6 separate regions of the Mus musculus genome follow, and regions 1, 2, 3, 4 and 6 are each linked to region 5. Evidence: chromatin contacts called from public HiChIP or PLAC-seq and capture Hi-C data. All regions are on one chromosome and are shown on one strand. Each heading gives the region's core, a stretch centred on a gene start, on an enhancer-like site or on the middle of the called end of the contact. The rest is flanking DNA. Distances are from core to core; before and after follow the strand shown.

Evidence for each region. HiChIP or PLAC-seq counts read pairs in DNA pulled down with a chosen protein or histone mark. Capture Hi-C pulls out chosen DNA fragments and counts their contacts.
Region 1: a contact with region 5 is called in an H3K4me3 HiChIP or PLAC-seq map of bone marrow-derived macrophages, with 4 times the contacts expected there. The contact joins the promoter of Baiap2l1 here to the promoter of Eif2ak1 in region 5. A contact is called at or near these places in 2 of 115 datasets of contacts at active chromatin or transcription factors (bone marrow-derived macrophages and pancreatic cancer cells).
Region 2: an H3K27ac HiChIP or PLAC-seq map of microglia shows a contact between it and region 5, with 4 times the contacts expected there. The contact joins the promoter of Zfp12 here to the promoter of Eif2ak1 in region 5. A contact is called at or near these places in 2 of 115 datasets of contacts at active chromatin or transcription factors (bone marrow-derived macrophages and microglia).
Region 3: a contact with region 5 is called in an H3K4me3 HiChIP or PLAC-seq map of embryonic stem cells, with 6 read pairs. The contact joins the promoter of Trrap here to the promoter of Eif2ak1 in region 5. A contact is called at or near these places in 1 of 39 promoter capture datasets (pre-B cells) and 3 of 115 datasets of contacts at active chromatin or transcription factors (embryonic stem cells, large pre-B cells and pro-B cells).
Region 4: a capture Hi-C map of macrophages shows a contact between it and region 5, with 2.5 times the contacts expected there. The contact joins the promoter of Zfp316 here to the promoter of Eif2ak1 in region 5. A contact is called at or near these places in 1 of 115 datasets of contacts at active chromatin or transcription factors (bone marrow-derived macrophages) and 1 of 9 other capture datasets (macrophages).
Region 6: a capture Hi-C map of macrophages shows a contact between it and region 5, with 4 times the contacts expected there. The contact joins the promoter of Rnf216 here to the promoter of Eif2ak1 in region 5. A contact is called at or near these places in 1 of 39 promoter capture datasets (liver), 1 of 115 datasets of contacts at active chromatin or transcription factors (bone marrow-derived macrophages) and 1 of 9 other capture datasets (macrophages).

What each region holds. Positions count from the first base shown.
Region 1 is chr5:144,354,855-144,359,628 of GRCm38.p6, forward strand. It overlaps Baiap2l1 (BAI1-associated protein 2-like 1), which reads right to left and starts at 3,258. Exons shown (of 14, transcript NM_025833.3): 1 at 2,937-3,258. The coding sequence starts at 2,987. Dmrt1i (Dmrt1 interacting ncRNA) reads left to right here and starts at 3,069. Exons shown (of 2, transcript NR_102374.1): 1 at 3,069-3,190.
Region 2 is chr5:143,233,813-143,238,847 of GRCm38.p6, forward strand. It overlaps Zfp12 (zinc finger protein 12), which reads left to right and starts at 1,351. Exons shown (of 5, transcript NM_001289589.1): 1 at 1,351-1,567; 2 at 2,442-2,504. The coding sequence starts at 2,490. It overlaps 4930448H16Rik (RIKEN cDNA 4930448H16 gene), which reads left to right. Exons shown (of 5, transcript NR_040700.1): 5 at 698-936. Gm38735 (a long non-coding RNA gene) reads right to left here and starts at 718. Exons shown (of 3, transcript XR_868668.3): 1 at 322-718.
Region 3 is chr5:144,767,156-144,772,075 of GRCm38.p6, forward strand. Trrap (transformation/transcription domain-associated protein) reads left to right here and starts at 1,639. Exons shown (of 71, transcript NM_001081362.2): 1 at 1,639-1,692; 2 at 3,934-4,094; 3 at 4,453-4,502. The coding sequence starts at 3,995.
Region 4 is chr5:143,268,279-143,272,599 of GRCm38.p6, forward strand. It overlaps Zfp316 (zinc finger protein 316), which reads right to left and starts at 1,744. Exons shown (of 7, transcript NM_017467.3): 1 at 1,573-1,744.
Region 5 is chr5:143,816,162-143,820,995 of GRCm38.p6, forward strand. It overlaps Eif2ak1 (eukaryotic translation initiation factor 2 alpha kinase 1), which reads left to right and starts at 1,631. Exons shown (of 15, transcript NM_013557.2): 1 at 1,631-1,847. The coding sequence starts at 1,730.
Region 6 is chr5:143,111,185-143,116,205 of GRCm38.p6, forward strand. Rnf216 (ring finger protein 216) reads right to left here and starts at 1,836. Exons shown (of 17, transcript NM_080561.4): 1 at 1,715-1,836.

The sequences.
Region 1 (4,774 bases), core at 2,008-4,507, 540 kb after region 5:
GGTTGTATTTCTATTAGTGAAATATTGCCAGGTAACACAAAGAAATCTGTTTTTAGCTAGGCAGTGGTGGTGTATGCTTTTAATTCCAGCACTTGGGAGGCAGAGGCAGGCGAATTTTTGAGTTTGAGGCCAGCCTGGTCTATAGAGTGAGTTCCAGGACAGCCAGGGCTACACAGAGAAACCCTGTTTCAGGGGAAAAAAAAAAAAAAAAGAAAGAAAAGAAAGAAAAAAGAAAGCAGAAAAAGAAAAAAAGAAATCTGTTTTTAAAAGAACACATTCACCAACATTGCCAGTAGAATTCTTGCAATGTTGCACTTAAATAGTTTTTAGCCTCAATTATAATAAAAGGCTTTTCAGGCTTCCAATCACCCCCATAAATGTAAATTTAAGTGTGCATCTCCTTAGAGTCAAACTATGGGCTAGCAGCCTCCACTTTGTTTTATAGATATAGAAATCTCCTGTCTAGTGCTGTGATTTTTTTTAAATCCCATTATCTCCACATTAAAAACAAAACAAAACAAAACAAACCTGACCCCAAAATATTAACAAGGAAATCCTGGTTAAAATCAATTGACATTTAGCGAGCTTTTGAAATGTTTCAACACTTGGGGATGGAAACCAATAACACACTGGTTTCTGATCTTCAATCTATTACAACCTTTCAAAACTGAAAATGAGCCAGTATGGCGGTGCACACTTCCAACCCCAGCATTGGGGAGGCTGAGACCAGCCTGGGATACATAGCGAGTTCATAGGAAAGCTAGCCTAGACTACATATACAAGAGTGTCTTTAAAAAAAGAATAAGGAAAAAAACAAACAAACAAATAAACAACAACAACAACAACTAAATAGCTAGGAGTTGTAGTGCTTTAACCTCAGCCCTTGGGAGGGGGCAGAGGAAGGTGAACTTCTGAATCTGAGGTCAACCGGGTCTACATATCAAATTCCAGGCCAATCAGGGCTACATAGTGAGACCCTGTCAGAAAACAAAACATCCCCAAAAGGACTAACTATGCCTTACGTCTACCAATGCGGATAACCAAAACAACAAAATCAACAGTCAACAACAACCAAACCAACAAAATCAACAGTCTTCCTCTTACTCCAGCTCTGTGGGTAGAAAGACAGGCCAAGGTGGTTCATTTTTGTGGTACTGTAATCTGCCTGCCCACACCAACCAAAGGTTTCTCAGTCAGAAGTGAGAAAAAGAACAGTTTGCTCAGGGCATCTGATTGCTTGTCTAAAGTTGACATTTTCTTTCCAGACCAGCAAGATAAACAATCAATTGTGTTTGAGAAACTTAACTGTGCCTGTGTTTTCCACTGCAGCAGATGCTCGGATTCCACGCACAGACTACAATAAATAACCCACATTCCTCAGTTATGGTTTTTCCTTGACTGAGTATTCATCTGAGTATCTTGTCTCCCCCACGCTAGGGCATTTTACTTCCATACTCTGTCGACACCCCACACCCCAGTTCTACCGGCTTCACATCATTTAAGTCTGAACAATGCCAATCCAAATACAAGGCTTTAAACATTCAAATTTCTGGCATTTCTAAAAATTATCATTTAATTAAGGAAGCACACTAATAGGAACAGGTTTTGGTCACAGTTGTGAACCTTCAAAATCATAATAATACAGTCTACTTTGTCTATCTAGAATAAATGTTATAGTGCACACATGGAGGGGTGGATATGATTTGGAGCCACAATGAATTCTGAAAATATTTTCATGCTGCTTTAAAATGATTTTCCAGCAACTCAATAAATTCTGATTTCAGGAACTAAGACCTTGCAAATCTAGAAACTCAATTTTAGGGGTGAAAAAAAAAAAACTAGAGAAATGACCAAAGAGTGGGTGAAAAAAGAATCTAGAGAAATGACCAAAGAGTGGGTTTTAATCATGACTACAAGTAAATTTAGAGAACTTTAAATCTCAGGGGTTCAGTGGACCTAAGTGGAATTAAAACAAAAGTTGTTTTGTATTCTATTAATAGCAGATGATTAAACGGATATCTCATTTCAAATGGAATTCATTTATAAGTACTTAAACTTACTAAACTGGCCACTAATCCCATGTCTGTTTCTGGAAAAATTCTCTCACATAACATGCCAGTTAAGCGACCAATCACCACACGTTCTGTCAGCTTAAGTCAATTCTTATTAAAATCTCAGTGCTCTCTGACTCCAATAACCTCCCCAAATCATGAACGTAGAAACAGTCCAACTGCGGGCGAACATGCTCATAATAATTGTATATAGATGTATAAAACTGTCAAAACGCTAAACAAAAAGTAATCAAAAGCCAAATCGAACTTAAAAGCTACTGTATGAAAGAGTCCAAGAGGGCGAAGGCGTTTCAAGTCTTCCCAGGAGCAGATTCCCTGGCAGCCTAGAAAATTCCCTGAGCCGAGGGAGCCAGGCTCACCTGGCGATGGATTCCTAATTACGGAGGAGTTTCTCCCCTACATTCTTTCTTTTCTCCGAGGAAACTCGAGCTTGTCTCTTTTCTCTCTCTCTTTTGGATCTGGGGAGGGGTTAGCCCCAGCGGTCAGACCAGCGCAGTCACTGACCACAAAGAGAAGTTGGGGGAGGATAAGAACCTCTCGGGGACCCCGCGGATTGTCGTCCACGTCTCCAATCCCCTTCCCCCAACACGGGAAATGTGGGGTCCCTGGGAGTCTCCAAGGGTCCAAGGGGGAAGGGGAGGCCCTTATCATGTAAAGTCCCCACTTTATCTCAAAAGCGAAAAAGAATCTCGACCGACCCCGCTGGCGACAATGGTCAGCTGCTTGTCCGGGCTCACGTTCCTGGCCTCGAACCCTGGAGTTCCCAAGTCTCCGGGCCTCCCAGCCTCCGCCCTCAGCCTGGAACCACAGAGTCCCGGATCCCCCCGGTCTCCCGTCTCGAGCTCCGCAAAGTCCCACACTTACCCGGTACGTGTTCTCCGTGAGCCGGTTCACCTCCTCCGGCCCCCGAGACATGGCTGCAGCCTCCGGGAGGGCGAGCGCGGGAGGACGCGGCGGGGCCTCGTGGCCGCCGGGCGGCGGGAGCGCCTAGGACTTGAGACTGAGTGGTCCTTGAGAGTCGGCCGCCGCCACAGCTGTCAGCGGGAGAGAGTCAGTGCGCGTCTCTGCTGCCAAAATGTCAAAACTTTGCGGCGCTTCGGTCTGTAAGGAGCTGCGAGGTAGACGTAGCCTGCCAAGGCTGGGACGAGCAAAGGGACGGGCAGCCCCACCTGAGGCGGGCGGAGTGGGCGGGGCCGTACGGCCAGAGGGCGGGGCAGCCCCACCTGAGGTGGGCGGGGCCTAGGCTGAGTACTCTAGAGTGGGCGGGGCGGCCTCGCGCGGAGACAGCCTGGTGGGAGGGTCGATCTTTTGGGGCAACCGGGGGAACCTGGAAGAGACTTGTTGCGCTAGGTGGGCGTGGCCTAGGGGCTTGCTAAGCGGAGCAGAAGCCCGGCCAGCGCGCCGGACTGATTGGCCCCAGCTGAGACGTGGAGCGGGGGTGGGGTCTGAGAGGCCAACAAGAGGGAGAAGCCAAGGGGAGGGGACGCGCCCTTACTCCCCCCACCTGAAATGGACTGATGGGCGTGGCCTAGATGGCGGATGGGCGTGGCCGAAACAAGAAGGGACGGAGTGAACGAAGTCGCCCTAGCTGTGTCCGCCAGAGTGGCACCGCAGAGTTGAGCCGGTGGGCGCGGTCTAGCAGACCGATGGGCGGTGCTGAAGCGAGGATGGCGTGGTTTAGACAGCCCCAGCTGAGGCAGGCAAGGGAATGGGAGAGTCTTCCTCGTGTGGGCGTGGCTGAGCAGCCTGGTGGGCGAGGCTGGAGCAGTACAAGGCGAGGTGGCTGGACCCAGTGGACCAGGCCATCTCGCCTAAGGCTTGGCAGTGGAGGTAATACCTCTGTTCGCCCTCTCCCGGCCCTCCCAGAGTTCCAGCCAAGCCCCTACACTGTGGTGTCTTTTAGAACAGGACCTGGACCTTTGGGCTTCTAGGTCTTTGGTCTAGTGTCCGCCACAAGGTGCTGGCTCTGAAAGCTCGAGGCTCACATCCTCCGCAGGTGAATCCTCTAAGCTCTCTGCCTTTGAGTAACTTCCACATACCTCCTACGAATCGGTTTCCCTGATTGAAGGTCCACGGGGCATGGTTTCTCATGGATGGAGCCACCCACAATTTTGAAAGTTCCGGGGTGCCAAAAAAAGTAACTAACGCCAAGATCTGATTACTGGAATAACAGAACATTAAGAATAAGTTTAAAATCCCATGCTTTACAACTATGTAAATCACAAGACTGTCTAAAAATTTCCTCTGTGTGTGTGTGTGTGTGTGTGTGTGTTACAAGAAGTCAACCTTGGGCGTCATTCCTCAGCCGATATCTACTATATATATCTTGGAGACAGAGTCTCTTACTGAAGTAGCTAAAAAGGATAGACTGATGGCTATCAAGTCTCCACAAGCCCCATGAATCCACCTGTCTCCCAAATTCCCAGCACTGGGAGTACAAGAGCATATCTACTGTATGTAGCTTTTCACATGGGTTCCGCAGATGGAACCCAGGTCCCAATGTTCGCACCACAGGCACTTTACAAACTGACCCATTTCCTCAGCCCCCAGGTCGGCTGAGGCGTCTAGGATGTCTGTGCTTTCTTTCATCTTGTAGAGGCCATGTAGGTGTGTGGCTCCTGGCACATTATTTAAAACTTTTATTTTATGTGTAAGCTACTTGGACTGCATGTATGTCATCTGTGACTGATACATATATATGT
Region 2 (5,035 bases), core at 101-2,600, 580 kb before region 5:
CATCTGTGCAATGTAAACCTGGAGAAAAGAGTGTTCCTATCTCCCTGTCACCTGGGGAGTTTAGCCCAGGCCCCTCATTCAGAGACGTAACCCCTGCTTGCCATGGGGAAGGGAAGCTTTTGGTTTAAGAGATAGGAGCCAGCTCAGGTGGGCACCTCAGTTACCAGGTGAGGTGAGAACCTGGGAGAAGGTGCCCCATGGCAGTGCAGGCCTTCCGAGGAGGAGGGCTCACCCTTTCTCCTGAGACCATGTGTGCCCTGCAGCATCTGAGAGGGATTCGTGATGCTTCTGTCTCCTGCTGGTTGCTCAGCAGTTTATTACCTAGGGTTGGCGCTCCAAGGTGCTTGGTGCTTCTGGGAAGAAAACGTTACTCTCTGCATTGGTGCAGAGAACTTTCTGTTTTGGTAGACTTTGTTATTAGTTTTGATGCCAACGTCTTTATGAAGAATTAGACCAAGACCACTGCTGCATTAGTTCTGTAAGAAGTCGATGGAATGTTCATTGTATTGTACCATCTCTGAAAACTGTCATTGTCGCCCGGCCCCAAATGTCACCTTTCAGAGGTCAATTAACAGAGAGCTATTTTCCTTCTTTCTGTGAGTTCTTTCTGGTTCTCTTTTTAGTTTCTGTGCATTAGATGTGTGATATAGAAACCCATCATTTGTGTTTTCTCTTCCTTCCTTTTTTGCATCTGCAGCTTCTGTTGTGTCTCCATCAACTTTGGAAGCAGATAGGACAAGAGCACTTTTGCATTATTCAGGAGGGCCGGTGAAATCTGAGAGGAATTGACTGACCATAGGGTTCCACGTTTGAGCATTGTTGCCGGACTGCAAACATCAAGTTGGAGAAGTCATTTGACAAACACGTTTTTTCTCCCTTTCTATGTGTGCCTTCTGGTGCTTTTAGAACTTTTATGCATTTGTTGTATGATCTGGCAAAGCCACTGTTTTTGTCTTCTTTCTTTTAAAAGAGGTGGTAGACACTTCTTATACTTAAATGTTTGATGGAAACTTCTAGCACTTCAGTTAAACAGAGCGTGACACATTTTTTTTCCTCTCTCTTTCATCTGTTAGAATCTGCCTTTTATCTAAAAGCACCAAGCTGGGAGAGGTCTGGGTAAATGGATATAACCCCTCAAGCCATTCCTGGAGGTTCAAAGTGAGGAAAATCACGAAGGTTACTGTTGCTCTCAGCTCGGTACCCACAAGCTGCTGAAACGAGGAGGAGACTTGTGCGACGATCCCTGGAAGCCTAAGAGTTCTGGGCGGCCCCTCCCCAAAGATGAAAGGAAGACCACAGGGACCAGCCCAGTGGCACGCATGCTGCGCGTGCGCACTTCTGTTTGTGTGCATGCTCGCGCAAGCGCACGTCCGCTGCGCTGGCCTGGCTTCCTGCGGTCTGTGTCTCTACGCTCGCAGCTTTGACTTGCGCGAGCTGGAGTCGCGAGCCTGCGGGCCGAGGCCGGTGCGTCCGGGTCGGCAGCAGGCGAACGCAGCTTTGCAGGCCGGGGAGGCCGAGGGCCGGGCTGACGGGGGCAGCGAGACCCGGGCCCGGCGCGGCCTCCTAGGTGAGGCCTGAGGGTGCAGATCGCGGCCGTGAGAGGGAGGCTGGGTCCGTCTGATGGCTTGCAGGGGGGCCTGAGACCGCTTGCCGAGGCCTGAGCGATCAGCGCCTGCGCGATGCCTCGGCCCCCTCCTGTCCTCAGCGTGCGGGATCCGGGACGGTAGCAGTGGTCGTGTTGATGGCTTTGGGCTGTCTAGATGGCCCGAGGATGAGGCGTGTGGGCATAGGAGCGGTCAGTTCAGTGACCTGAGCTGTAGAGGCGCTGTCCAAACTCCTACCTCACTTGACATCCCTGCCTCCCAGGGCTTCTAAGTCTCATGATGTTACTGGGCGCCATCGGCACCCTTGCTGTGCCTGTTAGTTTTCCCGATCCTCTCCCTGCAGCATCCTGTGGTCTAGTTCAGGAAAAGTTTGTGTTTGCGTCTGTTCATAGGGGAAGACTGTGGGTCTGCGATAGTGGTGACATAACCGAGGTCACGCAGAGGGTTTGTTAGTGGGAGTGCTAAGTCCCGGGCCGACGGCGTTCCTTTTGTCATATTAAAGTCGTGGTCACAGTATCACGTAATTGTATATAAATACAGTTCCCACCAGGTTAACTTTTGTTTTCAGAGCAGCTTGTGAGTATTCTTTTGTATCCCTTAGTAAATGGCAGTTATTTAACTAGCATTTCTTGTTCATTTCTTGTTAATTCACCTCGTCAGCTGCACTCATTCATTCCCCCCAAGTCCCAACGCACAGTTGCAATTCTCCAGTCCTTTCTGACAGCCAGTGAGACCACCATCCCTCCGGTTTTCTTCTGGGAATGTTCCAGGAGGTTTGTGTGCAGGATTCCCCTCTTTCCACGCCCACTCATAATGACGTTGTTTTTCCTTCCCCAGACCCGGCTGCATTAGTCCTTCTACAGACTTTTCCTACTGCAGCGGAAGATGAATACATCCTTAGTAAGTCTGGCTTTGTTTCCGTTGTCTAGTTTGGTTTACTACACTCGAAGAGGCAAAGGAGAGATCAGACTTTAAAGGGGAAAATAGATAAAACAGAAAGAGATAAAAGAACCAGACAAAACAGTAGTGGACAGTAGTAAGCATTGGTTGAGTGCATATCTGTAGGTGGCATAGCCCCTACCAAGTCCTCAGGATGCTGTAGTTGACACCTTGACTATATTTAGAGATGAGCCTATGGACGTGCCTGTCGGGATTGTCTTGATCACATTCATTGATGTAAGAAAACCCATTTTGTTCTGGACAAGACCATTCTCTGGGCATCCTGGACAGCATAAACTGGAGAAAGAGACTTGAGTACCAGCAAACATGTCTTCCTCCCTCTCTTGTTTCCTGATTGTGGATTTGATGTGGCTCCTGCTGCCTTGGCTTATGACGGGCTGTACTCTTTGATCTCCAGTGGTATTCTAACACAGGCATACACACACACTCACGTCCTATTGACCTGTCTGTCTCTAGCAGTCTCTGTGGATTCCTCTGTCTGTTTCTGTGCTGTTTGTCTTGCTGCCCTGTCCCTGGATTTAGAATTTCTCCTGCTCCCATGTGGATCTTTTGCCCTACTTACCTCTGGCCCTCCTGGCTTTCCCCAGCGGCTCTGTGTTGGTTTACCTGTGGGTCAGCCAGCGCCTGCTGAGCATCTCTGGAGTATGTCCAGACAACGCGTAACGGACCCATGCATCCGAGTGGTCTGTTCGCCTGTTGTTGTACCGTCCCCACCTAACGGACCCCATGCATCTGAGTGGTCTCTCCGCCTGTCGTTATACCGTCTCCTGTTCTTCCCTTTTGTTGTTCCACTGCCCTGCCTGGAACTCTCTGAGGATGCAATGCGTTCAGATCCATTTTCCACCACCAAAGAATTCACTTTTCTCTTACGGTCTGTGTAGTTTCTCTTTGTTTGGTTTGTTTCAATTTCTTCGTTTTTGCGTCATTGCTTGGTTCAAAAAGGGTATGTAGCTCAGGCTGTCCTGGAACTCTTCAGCCAGGGTTAAAGGTATATGCCACCATCCCTGGCCCTGGTGATGACTTTCAATGACCACGACGTTCAGTGGCAGACCCATTTGATTTTTTTTTCTACCCTCAAATACCCTTTCTTCCCCTTGGCTAGAGTTACTTGTTAATTAGGAGTCATTTATTTGCTGGCAGATGCCATTGTGCTCTCCTAGGCATTGGCATTCACCAAAGAGTTGAGTCTTCCTTCCCAGCGGCTCAGTCAGGTTCCCTTAGTGGGAGAGTCCCAAATAGAGACACACAGATTGGGGAAGAAGACAGTGCTAAGTTTATCCTCAGTGTGCTCTCAGTAAAGATCTGGGCCCTGGGTGCTTTTAATATGAGAGAAGTTCATCTACTTGAAGACAGATTCTGTCAGCTCATAGTCACGTAGCCATAGATCTGTGGTCTTGTCTGATCTTACTGTTTGGGTTTGGTTTTTTTTTTGTTTTTGTTTTTGCTTTTGTTTGTTTAAATTATTTGTGGGTGTCACATGCCATGTTGGGTGTGTGTGGAGGTCAAAAGCCAAGGTTTAGGGAGTCAGGTTGTAGGGATTGAACTCAAGTTACCAGGTTTGGTGGCAAGCACCTTCGCCTGCTGAGCCATCTCGCTGGCCCCCATGTTTTCCTTTATAAGGCGCTGGCATTTACATTTCTTTTCCAGAGCAATGATTTCATGTTTTTCTCTCCTGAAAACAGCTCACAGGTCACAGGCTTGAAGCATCTTTGTCATATGGTTAATGTATATTTATCATAGTATACACTCGTGTGTATATATATATATATATATATATATATATATATATATACTAACTGATAACGTAGGTACCACAGGAATCTACTTCATTGTGCTAAGTGCCTCCCACAGAGTCTGTGGTGCCTGCCGGTGTTGGCAGGAAGCAGTTGTTGGGCTGATGTGTTTGTGAGTGAAACAGTTTATGCAAAAGCTAAGCACTGAAAGGTAGTTTGAGGATCTGGGGCATGGCTCAGTGGTTAAAGTGTCTGCCCCACAAATGTGTAGACTGACGTTCAGATTTTCAGAAACCCATAAGAAATGCCAGGTGGTTGTGTCAGCCTGCCTGTAGTGACAGCCATGGAAGGAGACAGCAAGGGGATTGTGAGAGCAAGTTGGCTAGGAAGGTGACCCTAGCCGTGTCACCACATTCTGGGGTGGATTGAGAGGCTGTGCAGTGCAAAATGTTGAAGCATGGGGCGTGTATGTCTAGAGTGCAGGGACTCGGACGAGCAGTAATAACTTGGGAAGTGTTGGTACATGGAGGGCAATTAAACTGTCCATGAATCCAGGAAGGCTCTCCATCAAAGCAGTCAGTGCTCTGGGCACCTGGGTACACGAGGAAGAGCCAGGGAAGTAAGTAAGGGGTGGGGGCACCCACTTTGTTCCTATACGGGAGACAAGATGGAGGGTGTTCGGAAGAGCGCCCCTTGGGCCTGGGCACCTAAGTGGTGGGAACTTCTGTTGATTTTGCA
Region 3 (4,920 bases), core at 389-2,888, 950 kb after region 5:
GGGATTAAAGGCGTGAGCCACCACACCCGGCTGAGTTGTCCCTTTCAAAGAAAGACCTTCGTCCTCATCTGGGTATCACAGGATACCCCTACTCCCCACCACGTTTCTTCACCGCTCTGGCTTGGCTTGAGGTCTGTCACCTTCCAATTTTGTCTTGAAGGGAGGGCATCAGCTACAAGCGGGACAAATGTAGTTGTCTCAGGGTGACCTAGCAGCATAACACCCGAGTTTGCCTTTAAGCCAACTGGATGTCAGTCTATCTGCCCCTATCCCAGGCTGGTCTCGAACTCAGAAATCCGCCTGCCTCCCCCCCCCCGGCCCCCCCCCCCCCCCCCCCCCCCAGTGCTGTGATTAAAGTCTTGCAGGAACTACTTCACTCTCAGGCGGCTGATCAGCAATAGAGCGCTGGCCTAGTGGATGTGAAGCCCTAAGTTCAACACCCAGCATTGCTGGAAGAGGAAAAATAAAATCTCAGGGAAGGAAGTCCAGCCCTGAAGGCCACACATACACACACACACACACACACACACACACACACACACAGCTGGCCTAGTGGATGTGAAGCCCTAAGTTCAACACCCAGCATTGCTGGAAGAGGAAAAATAAAATCTCAGGGAAGGAAGTCCAGCCCTGAAGGCCACACATACACACACACACACACACACACACACACACACACACACACACACACACACACAGTGAACCAACTGGAGAGGTATTTCGGGTGTCAATCACCCTTCAGTCTGGTTCCTGCGAGGAAAAGGGACACGGGGTTGGGTGTGGAGGCGATGACGAATCTTGAAGCTGCAGCAGCCCAGAGCCCCACCGGCCTAGGTGCTCAGCAGATAGGTCACCCAGGCGATGATTTAAAAGGACAGCACGCCCACCCAAGGCGGCAGACCGCCCCTCCCTGCCCCGCTGCCCGCCCAGGCCGCACCCACTTGGGGGCGGTGCGCCCGAGCTTAGTTCTGGTGGGCGGACGCCGCGGCTTTAAGCCGGGGCGGGACTGAGCGAGGAGCAGCAGCGGCGTCGGCGGCGAGAGTTCTTGGGGACTCGGGCCCGGATGCTGGGGGCTAGTCGGCAGGTCCCGGTAAGCGCAAGGGAGGGCGGGTGAACGGTCCCGGGAGATGCACGCGCGTGCGTGTCTCAGGCGTGGGAGAGAGTCGGTGCAGCACGACGGCTCCACGGAGAAGTGGAGAAGGCTGTCCCTGCTTGACCGAGGTCCTTCCGGCCCCCCAGGAGCCCTCCTAAACTAGATCAGCCACACTGCAGCATTTAGTCCTCCGCGGCGCCGGGCTGCGCTGGAGCGGATGGAGGGACGCGCAGCGCTAGCGGCCGCGGAGGTTGGCCCTCGGCGCTTGCCGTAGCTCAGCGGCCTGCTGGGGGGCAGTCGCTGAGAGTCCCGGGAAGGATCGGCGACAAAAGGAGGGAACCCGAAGGCCGTTTGCGACGCGAAGGGATTGAGTGAGGAGTCGAGGGGGCTGCGGCACCCCACCAAAGCCATCCTGGCATCTGCGGGCCTCCACGCAGGCTCCTGGCTCTCTGGGCCAGACGCTGAGAGTGAAGGTAGCGGCGGCTACGGCGCCCCCTGGCGGCCCGGAGGCGCGTTGTCCAGCCAGCCGGGCGTCGTGGGCGGGGCGGACCCGATGGAGGACGGCGGGCTGTGGGGCCGTTTGCCTTTTCCTTACCTGGGTGGGGACTCCGTGGGCTCGAGGGCATCCAGGCCTGAATCCATATCCTCTCGAAAAGCTCAGAACCTCCTTCCAGAATCCACAGGCGGATAGGGTAGCCCCCTGCTTTCAGGTTCTTGGCCCAGGGAGAAGCTAGGCCTGGTCCCTGGGAGGATCGGGTGGGAGCTCGGAAGTGGCACTTTTACTGAGTGGCTTATAAAAAGGAGATTAAGTGTCGCAAAAGTTTGCGCAGATGATTGGGCTATAGCTCAGAGGGTAGAGTGTCCCCCTAGCACACCAAACCCTGGGTTCGATTCCCCAGAACCTCCTAGCCCTGGGGTGATGGTACACAGGCCTGTCAGGGGTCGGGGCTGGAAGCTCAACAATCAAGGCCAACCGTACATCTACATCAGCCTGCTCCTCCTACCCGAGCTACACAACACCGCCTCCACAGCAGAAAAGCTAGATAAAAAGTTTGGCCAGGATTAGGGCTTCTGTTTTGTTCTTAAGAATGCCTTGACCCTGAGTCTAGTTAATAGTCGGTGAGTATGAGGGACCTCCAGTGTTTGAAGGAGGAACTCTGATAGGAAAAGCAAGAGTTTGCCAAGTCACGGTAGCAAGGCTGATAGTATCCTTAGCTTTTCTCTTCTCTCCCTAGGAACAGGGTCTCTGGTATTATGTAGGCCTGGCTGGTCTAGAACTCACAGAGATCCACAGAGTCCTGGGGTTAAAGGCGTGCACTGGCACACTCAGCTTTTTATTTTTTAAGCATTTGCTTGTTTGTGTATGTGTGTTCGGCATGCATGTGGAGCTAAGAGGTCAGCCTGTGGGACTCAGTTCTCCCCCTCCACCCTGTGGTCACATATCAAGATAGGTCTCCAGGTTTGGCTCCAAGCGCTTTACCTTATGAGCCAGGAGTCAACGTTCCTGTTTTCCAAGTCACTGTGGTGCTTTTAAAGTATGCTTTGGGGCCGGTGAGTTGGTTCAGTGGGTAAAGGTTGCTTGCTGCCAAGCCCGATGACCCGAGTTCAATCCCTGAGACCCACACGGTGGATGGAAGGAACAGACGTCCCACAAGTGGTCCCCTGACTTCCTCATGTGCTGTGTGGCACACACCTTCTTCCACCCCAGTTAAGAAAATGTAATGATAAAAAGCATGCTTTGTGTTTTGTGCCTCGACTGTAGATAAGATCCACAGTCTTTGAGGTAATGCTTAGGAGAATAGTTTATTATTTATACAATACTGGGGGATAAAACCCAGGACAAGGCTCTACCATGATGTAGTGTGTATATTTTCCCAAGGTCTCAGGTAACCCTGACTAGCCTAAAATTCACTATGTACAACAGGCTGGCCTCTTGTCCCCTGCGTGCTGGGATTAAAACCATTTGCCCCCATGCTTAGCTGGTTTTATATTTTCTTAAACTGGTTGGGGTGGGATGGGGGGAGTATTGAAGAAGAGTAGTATTTCATGATGAATTCAGATTATGCAAAAGGTGTCCTTAAGCCCTCCTTTTTGTTTTGTTTTTTTGTTTTTTGAACACCGCTGTTGTCATTCATTTATGTGTTAGTGACTCCTTCCTGAGTGCTGGGGAACTGGGTAGACATTGCACAACTACAAAGATTCAAACATTTCCTGTGTGGCTCCCCCCACCTCCTCCATGACACTTTGGAGATAGTGTCTTATGTGTCCCAGGCCCCCATCTGTACTTCTCCCGTGCTGGAGAGGTTGTGGGATTACTCCGCTTTATGCAGGGCTGGGAATCAAGGTCAAGGCTTCATAAACATGCTAGGCAAACCCTCTCTCCACTGAGCTATAGCCCCAGCTCTCCCTCCATTCTGCACAGCTCGTTGTACAAAACGTTTGCGATCTCCTGGTTTGTTGAAAGAAGGCTATGTAACGGGAAAGAAAAGCTTCCATGTTGAAGAGAATGATGTTGAAACAGTGCATTTGGACACACTGTCCACAACAAAAACAACCCACAGAAAACAGTGATTTCCGCAAATCCTTTAGAGCTTGGGCAGTGGAACAGCTCAGCAGGTTTCGGTTCCAATCACCAGCCCTGATGACCTGAGTTCGAGTCCCTGGACCTCTGTGTGATTCCTCTGACCTCAATACATCTATTAAGGCACAGGAACCTCCCCCCCCCCCCAAACACAATGAAAATATGAATGTAATTTTAGAAAGTACTGAGGTAAAATATTTCACAGGTTACAAGCTCCCCATGTCCCTGCCAGCTGCTGACGGGATGTCTCTCTTCACAGGCTGGATAAACTCATGGACTTGGCAGCTCAGGCTTGAGAAAAACACAAACTCAGAAGAAAGATGGCGTTCGTTGCAACCCAGGGGGCCACGGTGGTCGACCAAACCACTCTGATGAAGAAATACCTTCAGTTTGTGGCAGCTCTCACGGATGTGAATACACGTGAGTCTGTCCTTTTTTGCACACTGAGAGGAAGAGCAAACCTTAGTGTTTGTCCTTGGTCTCCCCGTCTACCTTGTGGAGAAGCACAATGATGAACAATACTGCTGGAGCCACAGAGAGGCACAAGTGTGTGTGCCAGATTGCCTGTGTGTATGTGTGTCCTTGTCTGTGCATGCACACGTGAGTCTGGGAGGATGGATGTGTGTGACTGGTGGTAGGGACCTAGCCCTGTGCCATCTTCTGGGCTGTGACAGTCAAACTGATAAGATCTGATTGCTTCTCTTCAGTCCCTAAATCCAGTGATTTTTGAAGCCTCCCTAAGGCAGTTTCAATGAGCTGACTGTTTTACTATTTACAGCTGATGAAACGAAGTTGAAAATGATGCAGGAAGTCAGCGAGAACTTTGAGGTATGAGCATCCCCACCCCACCCCTCCCTCTCTTCTGTTTTTGTTTAAATTATACTTATTTTAGGTCTGTGTACGTGCTGACACATGCCATAGGCGCTGTGTGCTTGTCACAGGACAATCTGAGGGAGTCTGCTCTTTCCTTCCATCGTTGTGGGCCTGGGGATTGAACTCTGGACATTTCAACAGCCCTGCAATTTCCTCTGTTATCCATGCTTTCTCCTGTCCTTGCTGTCAATGTTTTTACAAATGTATTTTTATTATTGTTGCTGTATAAGATGTGTGTGTGTACATACTACCACAGTGTTTACATAGAAGTTGCGCCAGCGTTGTGAAGTGGCACTCTCCTGCCTTTACGTGGCTTCTGAGTATTGAACTCAGGTTGTCATGTGTATTTGGTGACAGCTTGACCTGCTGAGTC
Region 4 (4,321 bases), core at 494-2,993, 550 kb before region 5:
TTTGAGGCCAGCCTGGTCTACAGAGTGAGTTCCAGGACAGCCAGGGCTACACAGAGAAACCCTGTCTCGAAAAAAAAAAAAACAAAAAACAAAAAAAAAAAAAAAAAAACAAAAAAAGCCATGAGAAGACAGGGAGACAGGGCAGAAGCCAAGAAAAGCCTGATGCTCCAGGTGCTCTGACCCAAGATTCAGAACAGAAGCTCTGAAAACCAGTCTGACCAGGAGAAGGTCAGTTCATATTCTTGCAACTCAGGCCCTGGGGGTTCCCCTCCTCCTGGGATATTCTTAGCCCCACTCCTGCCAATCAGTCCCTAGAACGCCTTTCTGCTCCATTCTCCTTAACCTCTCATCCTGGATTCGAATGCAGTGTCAAGTTCACGGCTTCATCAGGCAAAAATCACTGTGTCACTTCAACACATCTTTCCACTCAAGTCCTGAGCCTAGGGCACAGCGCTGCAGACACTCAGAACGGGGTGCTGCACTGTCCATAGAAAGGAGTGTGCAGAGACACAATCGTAAAGGTTAAAAGTTAGGAACTCCAGAAAAGTCCCAAATCCAGGGGATCCACGTAAAGGATGTTTGCGTGGGGTCACGCTCGCGCATGCGCACTTGTGGCTAGTTACCTTCATTCCCGTTCACTAGCCCCACTGACTTAAGACCCTTTTTTGTCCAGAATGTCTTTCCCTGTTCACTACACTCCTCACCATCTGCCCAGTTTCCGGAGCCCCTATTCTCCAGGGTTGCTCCCTGGAGGTCATCCACGACCCCCCAGAGCAGGCTCCTCAACCAGGCCAGCTAGCCCCCTGGCCCAGCCAGTAGCGACAGAACCAAAACAAAATGCCAATGCCACCCACCCAGGCTGAGCAGGTGGGCTGATCCTCGCTGATACCTGCACCTCCTCCCTCCCTTCTTGTGTCCACATAATGCACCCTAGATTCTGCCAACGCGTTCCACCACCCATCTCGGGGGCAACAGATTTAGCAGAGAGAGAGAGCAGTCCAGCCAGCCTCCATTTACAGATGAAGCAGGCTAGGCCACGGCCCCTCAATGTCACAAAGCTGGCTGTAGGGCTCCAGGACAAGGTCTTTCCCTTTTCTTCCTCTCTCTGGGGGATGGGGGGAGGGTACCTAGCTTCCACTTCGCGCTAGGGCGGGAGTAATGACAGCCCTCCTTGGAAGGTGTCTCTCTAGGGGGCGGGGGCGGCTCCGGCCCAGCTCCCGCCCCTAAGCTGGAGAAGGCGGCGCTAGCACCCTGCAAAGGTGCAGTGCACGACGTCCCCGGCCCGCCCCCTCCCACGCTGGAGTCTGTACCCCTCTAGGGTGTTAAGCCATCCCTGACGTGCCGCGCAGGCCCAGGTCGGTATTGGGGGGATCTAGGGGCCTGGAAGATCTAGCTCGTGCAGCTGCAACTCCGACCCCACCAAGGACGGGCCCTGCAGTCCCGCGATCTCCCCACGGACACCGGAGGCCTCCAGCTCTCGAGCATCCATGACGGCCAGCCTTGCCGCCGCCACCGCCCCCAGCGCGCGCGTCCCGCCCGCGCGCACCTGCCGCATCCGCGCGCCCCACTCACCGCGCGCGCGCCCGGGCCCGGCCAAGCCGGAGCGAGACACGGACTCGTGGGGGGTGGGGGGCTGTGACCACCGGGGACTCCCCCCCGCACTACACAAAGTGACGGCCGCGAGCTGCGCGACGGCGGAGGAGGCGGCGGCGCGTGGGCACCGGAAGTGCCGCCCGCCGGCCCCGCCTTGTCCGCGCCCACGAGGGGGGCACTTCCGGTCATGGGGCGTCCCGGAGCTCTGGATGTAGACAGGGTGCTGCTGCGTCGCACCCCCATATGCATGGAGGATGGTTATAGCTACCCACAATGAGCACCCCCTGCTTATTACCTGCTCCTCTATGTTTCAAGGGACCCCTGCCCACGACGTCCAGCCCCAGCGAGCATCTCTTCTCGCCAGACGACAGCCTAAGTCTACCTTTGCCCGTGCCAGGACGTGTCGGGAGCCCGTCCTCCTGTCCACCGGACCCTCCCTGGATCTCCTGATGGTGGAGAAGGGTAGTGACCCCCAATGGGTATTCAGGCAGCGCTTGTCTGACCCTGACATGGGCAAGGGTGTGGCTGGGAGATTGATCCATTCTGGCTTTACTTGTGTGTGCAGGGTGTGGCAGACAGAGGGGCAGCCTATTCAAGGCGTGAGGGGGGTACTGTGGACTATAACAGTCAAATGCATGAAAGACTGGAGATTGAGGCCAGACTGGATTTATGTTCTTCAACTCCCTAATCTGTCATCCCCAGGCCTGGCAAGAATATTGGGAAATAGCCTTGCATGGCTTTAGACAGGTCGAACCTTGACAGTCCATTGATATATTCACGACTACTCAGGGCAGTGCTCTGTAGCTCCAAAGAGCCATCCATATTATGAAGTCCCTGGACCCCAAGCCTGCTGGCCACCTATGCCTGGAGTAAATGCCCTAGGTACCTATAGAGACCAACCCTGGACATGACCCTGGGGAGACCAGAGTTCTAGCCTCTGCCCTCTCTCCCCTCTTCCTTGGCCTCCCCTCCCTTATATTGAAAAGTCTTTGTGACACTCTTGTGCTTTTCTTGGTAGACCATGTAGACTGGATGCTTTAGGAGTCATAGCCTTTCTCATCTTAGGCGAGCCCTAACCCCTAACTGTGGGTTCTCTAGGGACCAGAAACACTCTTCTTTCCTGCCTACACACATTTAGGCACACATAGAAGGAAGCTGCTTGTCTCTCGGTTTTACTAGGATGTGTGTTCACATGTGTGCACATGAGCTATCTCCGTGATGACATTCTTACGCACCCTGGGTTTTCACACAGATGGGTTACCTACCAAATCACCTGCCTCTCTGCAGGATCCCTGGCAGGCTAGAAACCCAGGGAAGGGAAGGGGAGCCAACCTTTCCCTCTGGGAAACCCGAAGGAGGTGATGAATGTGTGTACCTGCCATGTTCCATGCATGTGCGTGTTCCTGCCATGTTCCATGCATACATGCATTCCTGCCATGTTCCACGCATGCACGTGTTCCTGCCCTGTTCCATGCATGCATGTGTTCCTGCCATGTTCCATGCATGCATGTGTTCCTGCCATGTTCCATGAATGCACGTGTTCCTGCCATGTTCCATGCATGCACGTGTTCCTGCCATGTTCCATGCATGCACGTGTTCCTGCCGTGTTCCATGCTGTGCTCCCTTCCCATGTTCTTGGGCCCTGTTGTCAAGTGAGCAGCTGGGAAAATGGAGAAACAGATTTTCAAATGGAGTCCATATGTCTCAAGTATCATGCAGCCAGACACAGTGGTGCAAGCTTGAAGTCCCAGCTACTCTGGAGGATCATGAGTTCAAAACCAACCCAAGCAATTTAGTAAGACCCCCATCTCCAAAAACATTAAAAGGTGGGGGTTGGGGGTAAGCTTACCAGTGCTGGGCCTGACTTAGAATCCCCTCAGTGAGGGGCTGAAGTTGTGGTTAGATAGCAGACTGATTACTCAGAATTCACACCAGTGAGAAGCTGGGGTATGACTCAGTGGAAGAGCATTTGCCTAGAAACCACTGCTGAGGATCTGGGAGCATGCGGTACCGAGCTTACGAAAGGCTTTGGATTCCATCCCCAGCTCCTTTGAAAACAAAACAGAACAGAACAGATAGGACGTTAGTTAGTATTGCCTGCTGTGGGCGATTGGAACTCCAGTGGAATTCGAGGCTACTTTTTTGGAGGGGAAGGGAGTAAAGAAAACATGTATTTAATTCACAGTTTTGGAGACTGGAAGTTCAAACAGCATGGCAGATTCTAGTGAGGGATCCTGGCTGCATCACACTGTCAGGGGAATGTGTGTGTGTGTGTGTGTGTGTGTGTGTGTGTGTGTGTGTGTGTGTATGTATGACTGGCTCAAGATAGTGTGATGGCTAATCTTGAGTGTCAAGTTGAGGCACTTAGGAAAAGAGCTCTCAGTTGAGAAATTAGCTCCATCAGATTGGCCTGTGGGTATGTCTGTGCATTTTCTTGATTGCCAATTGATGTGGGAGGGCCCAGCCCACTAAGGGCGGTGCCACCCTTAGGCAGATGGACCTGAACCGTTTAGAACAGGGTAGCTGGACAAGACTGTGAGCAGCCTTCCTCCATGGTTTCTACTTCCTGCCTCTAGCTTCCCCCTTGGCTGCCCTTGATGACAGGCCGTAAGCTGTCAGCCAGAATAAATCCTTTCCTAAGATCTTTTGGTTGGAGTGTTTTGTTACAGCAGTAGAAAAAGTAGCTAAAGCAGGCAGCCTCACTACAGAGCCCAGGGTGGTCTTGACT
Region 5 (4,834 bases), core at 381-2,880:
AGGTGTTGGATCCCCTGGAGCTGGAGTTACAGATAGTTTTGAGCTGCTAGACATGGTGCTGAAAACCAAACTCAGGTCCTCTGAAAACAAGTGCTCTCAACCACTGAGCCTTCTCCACCATATATATGCATATGTATGTATGTGTGTGTGTGTGTGTGTGTGTGTGTTTGAGACAGGGCTCCTCATCGATCCTGGAGCTCTCTGATTAGGTAAGACTGGCTGGCCAACAAGCCCCAAGGATTCTCCAGTTTCTGTCCCTTGCAGGTTCTAGTATAACATGCACAGTTGTAGCCAATGGCTTTTGTGTGGGTTTCTGGGGATTTGAATTCAGGTCCTTAGGCTTGAGCAACAAGTAAACTTACTCCCAAGTCCCAGCATCGATTTTTGAATCTTAACTTCATCATCTAGGGTAGCTTTGGAGGTGGGTGGGTGGGTTCCAGGTGGTCACAAGGAAAAAAAAAACCTTTGGTTTGAAACCAACTGGAAAGTTAGTCTCAAAACCCAAGAATTTCCTTTAGATTAGATTCTCTCTGGCATTTCCCATTTTGCTATGGTCTGTGATGGATCAAAGCAAGTTTGCTCTACTCGAGTCAGGACTTGTAGATAAATTTGTTTTTGTTCTGAAACAGGGTATCATTTAAGTCAGCCTGGCCTCAAACTCACTATGTACTTGAACACCTGGTCCTCTCATTTCTACCTCTCAAGTGCTCAAATTTAAAAATTAGAAGCATATAAACCACTACGATGGGTGATTTTTTTAAAAGATAGTTATTTTATATATATACGTATCACTTATACATATACATGTACATATATATATATATATATATATATATATATATATATATATATATATATGCATCACTTCTAAAATTAGGTCCCTTAGATGGCTGGATTTTCGAAATTAAAACACAAAGAAGAGGTTGGAGAGACGGTTCAGTAGTCAACAGCATTTGCTGCTCTTGCAGAGGACCTAGTCCAATTCTCATCAGTTATCAGTCCTCTGTAACTCCAGTCCCAGGGGATCTGATGCCCTCTTCTGGCCTCCATAGGCAACAGACACACATATGAAGGCAGAGTTGATATACCAACATCCATAAAATACTGCTTCTACTTTCCCGGTCTCCCCGCTCCCTCCCCCGCGCACCATGTATCTTCCCCTCGGTTTATTTACTTTGCCCTTGCCCCAACATCAGTTTTCACTCTCTCTGGTCTTCTTTCTGGTTTGTTAGGCTTTACCCACACTTACTCCCACGTATATCCATTACAGGTTAGGATATCTGCATTTGAGCGAGAAACACGCGGTCTTTGTCTTTCCGAGTGTGGGTCCCCTTGCTTATTATACTTTCCAGAGAAAAGTTTGCAGGTGTGAGATCTGAGCGTTTATGATGCCTACAGGGATAATATGGGAAGAACAGAGAACCAGACACAACCCACAGGGTCAAGGAGAAAGGTCCTTCCTACACAGGCAGCGCCGCACCACGCCGCGCCAGCACACCCCTGCTTGTCCTGCCCACTCGGGGCACACCCGCAGTGGATCAGCCAATCATTTCCTTTAGAGAAAAAAGGGGCGGGACAGCGAGAGCCCGCCCCCCTACAGAAACTTCCTGGTCACTGGGGCGGGACTTCCGTTGGCTCTTGTGTTACTTCCGGCTTGGGGGGAGGCTCTAGTGGCCGGCAGCGTCTGGGGACCGGCAGAGCGAGGTTACTATCCACGCTCCGAACGGCAATGCTGGGGGGCAGCTCCGTGGACGGCGAGCGCGACACGGACGACGACGCGGCGGGGGCGGTGGCCGCGCCTCCTGCCATCGACTTCCCCGCAGAGGTGTCGGACCCCAAGTATGATGGTGAGACAGGGATGGCTCGCGCAGTCCCACGGTTCGCTGTTCATATGAGTTCCTGCGCGCCAGTGGTCCCCGGTGGTCACCTAAGATCCTAGGCCGCCTCGGGGCTCGAACTCGGGCCCAGAGCTGTAGGGCACCGGGAGGTGGCGGGCAGGCTGTCAAGGGTTAGGTAAATATTTACTACAAGAGCGTCTACGCTCTACCCGTTTGTGGGCATTTGTATTTCTTGACTTCTGTTTTGCGCCACTTCCCCGAGGCCGCTTTTCGCTTCTTGTTTTTCTTCGCTGAGTGTAATCTTTGTTCACTGCTAGAATGAGATTAGATAAGTAAAGATTAGATAAGTAATGATTTCTTTTAGCGAGGTAGTACACGAACGCTCCAGTTTTCTTGAGGCTTTTGATACATGTAAATCAAATTGTGTAACGTAAGGCGCGTCGTCTTCAAAACATCGATTCTTATGTAGGTTAACGTTCTGGTATTTTACAGAAAGTGCAGTTGGTTGGTACCAGTTGCTTGAGCCGTTTTAAAACTGAAATTGTGCTCTCGATAGTGAATACACCGAGTCGTGGTGCACTCTTGTAACCCAGACGTATGGAAAGTGGAGGCAGGAGGATCGGGACTTGAAGGGCAAGCCTGAGCTTCATGTTGAGTTCCAGGGCAGTTTGAAGTACATACGACTCTATCTCGAACTAACAAAAAAGGATAATGACGGTGGAGCAGTGACAGAGAATGTTTTAGGATGAGTGAGATCCTGGGTTTATCTTCCAGCCCCCAAAACATACATCCAAGGAGGTTTTAGCTGTATACACAGAATGCTTATAAGGTTACAGTAAAGCTAGAAATGAGTATGTTGTAGTGGAGTTAGGAGTGTACACTAAATTCAGGGTTTTTTTTTTTTCTTCTCCATTTTCATTTTTAAATCCTGCCTGTAATAATTGACCACAATGAGAAATAAAAGTTGTTCATCGTGGTGACTCAGTAGGCTGTATAGAGGCTGGTTGTAAGATAACTTTTAAATGAATATGCAGATTTTCCCCACACGGCAAGTGGCATGTTACTGTAGCCCGTGAGCCGAGCAAGTGTGTGTCCTAGGAGAGGGCCCAGCTGTAAACATGCAGGTCCATCTCTTCTGTGACGCCGTGATAAGAGTGTCTGCACACCAAAGATTATTCCGGAAGGGAGTGAGCGAGGACAAACTTTCGAACTTCTGCCCTCTTCCTGTTAATACGGCTCTGCTTCCGTGGTGATGCCTCTTCTAAAGAGATGACGAGTATTCACCCACAGCTGATTCTTTGCCTTTAAACATAGAAAGGTCTGTGGAACGTTCAGTATCACTTTTAATGGGTGTAAGGCCAAGAGTTAGGTGATGTCTTACAGGTGGTCTGAATGCTTTGAAGAGATCATACTGCCAGTTCACGGTGGAGTCAGAAAAGTCAAAGCCTCAATGAGCAATCGCAGTTCGCTGTAGGAATTCTGCAGCAGACCGCAGTCTCGCTGCAGCAGACCGCAGTCTCGCTGCAGCAGACCGCAGTCTCGCTGCAGCAGACCGCAGTCTCGAAGCCAGTCTGTATTCCAAGACATTCGTTTTCTTTCATTAGTCACCAGGGTTGGTTTTGGTTTTTTTTTTTTTTTTTTTTTTTTTTTTTTTTTTTTTGAGACAGGGTTTCTCTGTGTAGCCCCGGCTGTCCGGGAACTCACTCTGTAGACCAGGCTGGCCTCGAACTCAGAAATCCACCTGCTTCTGCCTCCCAAGTGCTGGGATCAAAGGCGTGCGCCACCACGCCCAGCTGTCACCAGTGTTTCAAAAGTATTACCTTAGATTAATCCTTCAACCTGTCTAAAAACAAAATAATACAGTAACAATACTTTATTTATTTGTTAAGCCGGGGATTGAGCTAGGATCTTGTGAACGCTCGTCAAGTGCCCCGCAGCTGAGCTTCTGCTCCGCTCCGCTAACGTTGTTAACGTTGTTCAGGGTGTCATTAAGTTGCCCATTGAATTCACTCGGAAGCCCAGCCTGGATTGGAATCTGCATTAGCCTCCCAGGTAGCGGGCACGAGGACTGATTGACCAGGCTTTCCCTTACTGACGGCCTGGCTGTTGGGAGCATGTTTCCGGATTATCTGTCTTGTATGTTTACCGACATCCTGCTTGGCAAGCAGCTAGAACTCAATTCGGCTCGCACCTGCAGCTGACATCTTTGTACTTTGAGAACTTGGAGTCATTTCTCCTTTTACCTATGTTTCCTCTTCTGCTTGTAGATGAGGCCGGGAAGTTGGAACTTTCTTCAGCCTTTGTTTTCCATTTTACTTACTTTGAGTGTTAGCCTTTAAAAGAATATTTTTAATTACGTGTGACGCTGTGTGGGCGTGTGCACGTGAGAGCAGGTCCCTGTAGAGGCCAGAGGCATGGGATCCTCCTGGAGCTGGATTCCTGAGCCCCGTGGTGTGGGTGCTGGGAGCCGAATCTCAGTCCTCAGCGGGTTATGTAGTCTTGACTGCTGAGCCAGTTTTCTAGCCTGTATTGGCCTTTTCAACGTTGTCATCTTCTTAGATTATTTTATGGTATTTTGTTAACACCAGGGTTCCATGTATCCCAAGTTAGCCTCTCACTTGCTATGTAGCTAAGGATAAACTTAGACTTTATGATCCTCTTGCCTCTCCCTCGATGTTGCTGGAGTCACAGGCACACTTATGTGTGACCACTGTGCCTGGGGGGTTGAACTCAGGGCTTCGTGTCTGCTAGGCAAGGACTCTACCAACTAAGCCAGGTCCTCAGACTTTTTTTTTTCAGACTTTTTAAATATATACTTTATTATTTGTAGGAATTCATATTCGTACACTGCGTTTCGATTGGATTCACTTCCTGTTCCTCCCCGGCTCTCCAGAGGTCCACCCCCACTCCTCACCACATTTTAACTTCCCGTCTTTCTCCTCCTTTTTATTTTTTATTTTTTAAGATTTATTTTTATGTATATGAAGATGCTGTTG
Region 6 (5,021 bases), core at 586-3,085, 700 kb before region 5:
ACTTCATAAACCTTCAATCTCCCTGAGCCACACTTTATTAAATTCCTCCTCAAGAGCTTTTTACTAGCTGCTCTTGTCCTTTTTAGATAAGTCTAAAGTTGCTAATGCAAAAGGCTCACAGGTGTCCAAAAGCCAGGCTCAAGAGCCTCAGCAATCTCCTCAGGCTCACCATCCTTCTCTACCCTCAGAAGGCAGAGCTTGGCTATTTCTTAATTAGGATAAGCTAAGGTCATAAAAATACTGTCCTTCCCTCCAAGCAAGGGCAGTGACAAGCCCCTTCTCTACATGTTAAAATAACAAGCAGACGGAGCTTTCATAAGGTCACCGTTCATGGTGGGGATGAAAACTTGACCCTGATGCACACAGGCTCCTATACATACTCTTTCACCCTTGCTCTGAAGGAAAACACAATAAATCCATTAGTCTCACCCAAACCAAACCAAACAAACAAAAATCCAGCAAGGAAGCTGGGCGGTGGTGGTGGTGGCGGCGGCGGCGGCGGCGCATGCCTTTAATCCCAGCACTTGGGAGGCAGAGGCAGGCGGATTTCTGAGTTCTGAGGTCTACAAAGTGAGTTTCAGGACAGGCAGAACTGCACAGAAAAACCCTGTCGCGAAAAACAAAAAACAAAACAACAACAACAAAAAAATCCAGCAAGGAGTTGAGAGTGGAGCTCAAAGGTAGAGCGGCTGTTGAGTAGGAGAAAAATGACACATGCCTTTAATCAGGAAGCAGAGGCAAGCAGACCTCTGAGCTACATGCCCGCAAGGGCTACAGTTAGACTCAACAATAACAATAACAATAACAATAACAATAACAATAACAACATAATGGCAAGATGTGGTGGGGTGGCCTACACCAGGGCAGAGGCATGCAAATTCCTGAGTCCCTTGGGCCCAGCCTCTACTTTTCAGGTTTCAGGCTAGCCTCGGCTATGCAGAAAAATTAAAAAAAAAAAAAAAATGAAGAAAAGAAAAGAAACGAATCCAAGACAAACCCCAGCGGAGATGGCGTCCAAGACACTTAGCACAATGGAGAAGAGGATACCAAGTCATTGCACCCTTTGGAGATGCAAGGAGTTCGGGATCACCGAGGAGCCCCACGAGGGGCCGCCTCGTCCCCTCGAGCGTGGGTCTTGCCGCTCACCCCAGGGTGCCACGCGCACGGGAGCGCTCTCCGCTACCACGCACCGGGACTCCCGACTGCAGGAGTTTCAAGTCCCCTTCACTCGGGAGCTCAGACTGGGATGACAGGCGTCAACTTGGACTCCAAGGGGCCCCAAACTGGCCCGGGCTGGAGTTCGAAGTCGCCAGTCGGTCGCCTCTTCCGCTTCTCCAGGCCGCGGTGGGGAGCGCGGCCACCAGAGCGAGCCGCCAGAGAACCGTCTCTCAGCAGCTCGGCGCCCCCCGCGCAGCAGGCCGGCCCGAGAAACTTCCTCAAGTGACGGGAGGGGAGCCGGCAGGCCAGCGGTCGTCGGCGTCGCTCCCCTCCCGTCACCCCCCGCGCGGGTCCCCGGGCCCCCGGGGCTCGCGAGCGCGTCCCCCTCGGGCCCCGCCCCCACCCCGGTGGCGCCCCGGCGGGAGGCCACTCTCCTCGCTCGACCCGCAGCCCCGGGAGACCGCGCGCGCGAGCGCCCATCACGGACTCGCCCCAACACAGCCAGCCCAGCTCCGCGAGCGCGGCTCGACGCCCGGGAGTTCAGTCTCAAGTTCACCTGAAGAAGCAGCCGCTGGAAAAGCTCCCCCGCTGCGACCGCCGCCGCTGCGACCGCCGCCGCCGCCACCGAGGCCGCTACTGCGTTCCTTCCGGCCTCGCCACCGCGTCCACCTCGCGCCTGCGCGCAGCGCCCCCTCCCGACTAATAACAGGAAGAACCATAGAGGGACGCGGACAGTCGGGGAGGAGGGACCTGGAGAGCGAGACCATAGAGATGGGTGCCTAGCCGGCCTCCATCCAGGCTCCACGACTGCAGAACCTTGACTCCTCCTTGCTGTGGGAAGACAAAAGAACAGCTGAACCACAGGGTCACTGTAGCCGCCCCGATTTAGCTATGAAATCAACCGATTAATCACGTATCTATCCCCTCTTGAGGTGATGCTCTGTACCAGGTGAGAAAGGTAAAATGACCCAACTCTCCTCCCAAGGTATTTGGTGAAGAGTAAAAGTTCCAGCTCTGTTCAATCAAGGTTGGAGTGCTGGCCAGCGCTCAAGAGCACCGACCCAAATTTGATTCATGGAACCCTCATTGCAGCTCACAGTGGTCTGTAATTTCAGTTCTAGAAGATCCCTGACGATCTCTTCCAGCCTCTGTGGGCACCAAGCATGCAAGTTGTACACCGATATACATGCAGGCAAAACATGCATATGCATAAAATCAAAATAAAAAATAGAAATTGAATTTTTTTCAGCCAGGCAGTGATGGTCCACACCTTTGATCCCAGCACTTGGGAGGCAGAGGAAGCCCTGAGTTCGAGGCCAGCCTGATCTACAGAGTGAGTTCAGTATAGCCAGGGCTACACAGAGAAATCCTGTCTCAAAAAAAATTTTTTTTTAAATAAATAAAAAAACCTCAAGTTGTGTGTGTGGTTGTATGTGTGTATATGTATGTGTATGATGTATCTGTGTGCTCTGTCTGGGCTTCTATAGGTTGTGTATGTATAAGTGTGTGTGCTTGTGTGTGTGTGTATATGTTGTGTATGCTTGTGTGTATGAGTGTGTGTATGTGTGCTTATATGCGTATGTGTATATGGTGTGTATATGTAATGTGTGCCTGTGCTTGTGTTTATGTTATATATATATATATATATATATATATATATATATATATATATATATATGAATATGAGTGTGTGGTGTGCTTGTGTGTGTGTATATTATGTGTGCTTGTATATATGTGTATCTGTGCTCATGTGTGTATGTGTGCTCTGTGTGTCTGTGCTTATGTATGTTATGTGTGCTTGTGTGGATGTGCGTGTGTAGATATGCTTGTGTGTGTATGTGTGTATATGGTGTGTTTGTGCTCTGTGTGTGTGCTTGTGTGTATGTGTATATGTTATGTGTGTGCTCTGTGTGTCTGTGCTTATGTGTGTGTATGTTGTATACAAATGAGTGTATGACGTGCTTGTGTATGTTATGTGTGCTTGTGTGTATGTGTGTGTGTATATGCTTGTGTGTGTGCTCTGTGTGTCTTTGCTTGTGTGTGTACACTTGTGTGTATGTGTATATGTTGTATGTGTGTGTGTTTCTGAGATTGAACCCAGGGCCTCATAGATGCTAGAGAAGCTGTCAATCACTGAATTACATTTCCAGCCCTCTTCTTATTTTTATTTAAAATTTGAGACAAGATCTCACTAGGTTATTTAGACTGGCCTTGAACTCACTACATAGTTTAGCCTGTCCTTGAACTTGTGATCTTGCTGGGAAGACCAAAGGCTCTCATGTAGTACGGATCAGGAGAGAAACTCCTTCCTAATTATAAAATAACAGAAGGCATTGCATTATCTAAGAAAGTATGTGTGCCAGCTTGGGTGTCTCTTCCTGCTTATAAAGCCACTAATGCCATCGTGAGAGCCCCACCATCATGATCTCAAAATGGACCCCAGAAGCGCCATTTCAAATACCAGTAAACATGCAGAAATGACTGAGGAGTAGGTTTCAAGACATGAACTTTTAGAGCACATAGTCAGACCATGCCAGAAGAGAAGGCTTGCCAACAGTGGTATGAGGAGGAGGGTGACAGAGACTATGGTCATGCTTCTAGGATTCAGTTGTGAGCTTTTTATTGCTATTGTTCTGACAGCGTCTAACTATGTAGCTCAGGCTGGCCTCCAACTTTCTCCCAAGTGCTGGGATTTCTAGGTTGTAGGTATATATCACCATTACTGGGAGAGAGATTCTGGGAAAACACAGTAAAACAAGGGTGAGTAAACCAAGTGTGGTGGCACATATATTATGTGACAAAACTTTTCCTGGAAAGACACAACACCTTGCTTCCCCCAGATAAGGACCGTACAACAGACAGAAGTTTAGGTACCACCAAAGTCCAACTTGGTGAACCAGTGAGTTTTACTGAGGTTACCTGCAGGGATGTGGGTGAGGGGTCACTTACAAGAACAAAAATGCCTCAAAGACAGCTGCATCACCAAAGCCCACCCCAGCATGGTCAACGGCTCACCAAGCTGGGAACCTGGAGCACAGCCTACAGGTAGCTCACCAGGTTGGAGAGTGTCCTTTCCCGGTGCCTCTATTGGTCTAAATCTTTTCCAGGCAGCTTGGCTGGTTTCTGCTGCTTCTAGGAAACTGGTCTAGTCTCAGGAGTCTCTATTGTAGGCTTTGCTCATCTGAGACTCTTCTCTGCAGTTGGTCTCTGACGCTCAGCTTTTATTGCTTACTCTGGCAGGGAGGGGGCCTAGTGAATCTGTTAAGTTTCAGGGACATCCTAAGATCTTTTGAGTTGTTTACCTTTCTTTTTTTTTTTTTTTTTTTTTGGTTTTTCGAGACAGGGTCTCTCTGTATAGCCCTGGAACTCACTTTGTAGACCAGGCTGGCCTCGAACTCAGAAATCCGCCTGCCTCTGCCTCCTGAGTGCTGGGATTAAAGGCGTGTGCCACCGTGCCCGGCTTACCTTTCTGTTTAGGGAGCTTTCCTGCAGGATAAACTATTTCAATCTAGGAAGGAACTGTTAAACAACAACATACCTGTGAACCCAGGTTCAGGAGTAGAACTAAGAGGATTACCATAAATTAAAAGACCAGCCTAGCCGGGCAGTAGTGGCGCACACCTTTAATCCCAGAATTTGGGAGGCAGAGGCAGGTAGATTTCTGAGTTTGAGGCCAGCCTGGTCTACAGAGTGAGCTCCAGGACATCCAGGGCTATACAGAAAAACCCTGTCTCAAAAAACAAACAGGCCAGCCTGGTCTGCACTGGGAGTTCTAGGCCAGCCAGGGCTACAGAGTGAGACTGTCTAAAAAAAAGTCAACCAACCAATCAAACAAAAGGAACAAAACAAACAAACAAGCCGGG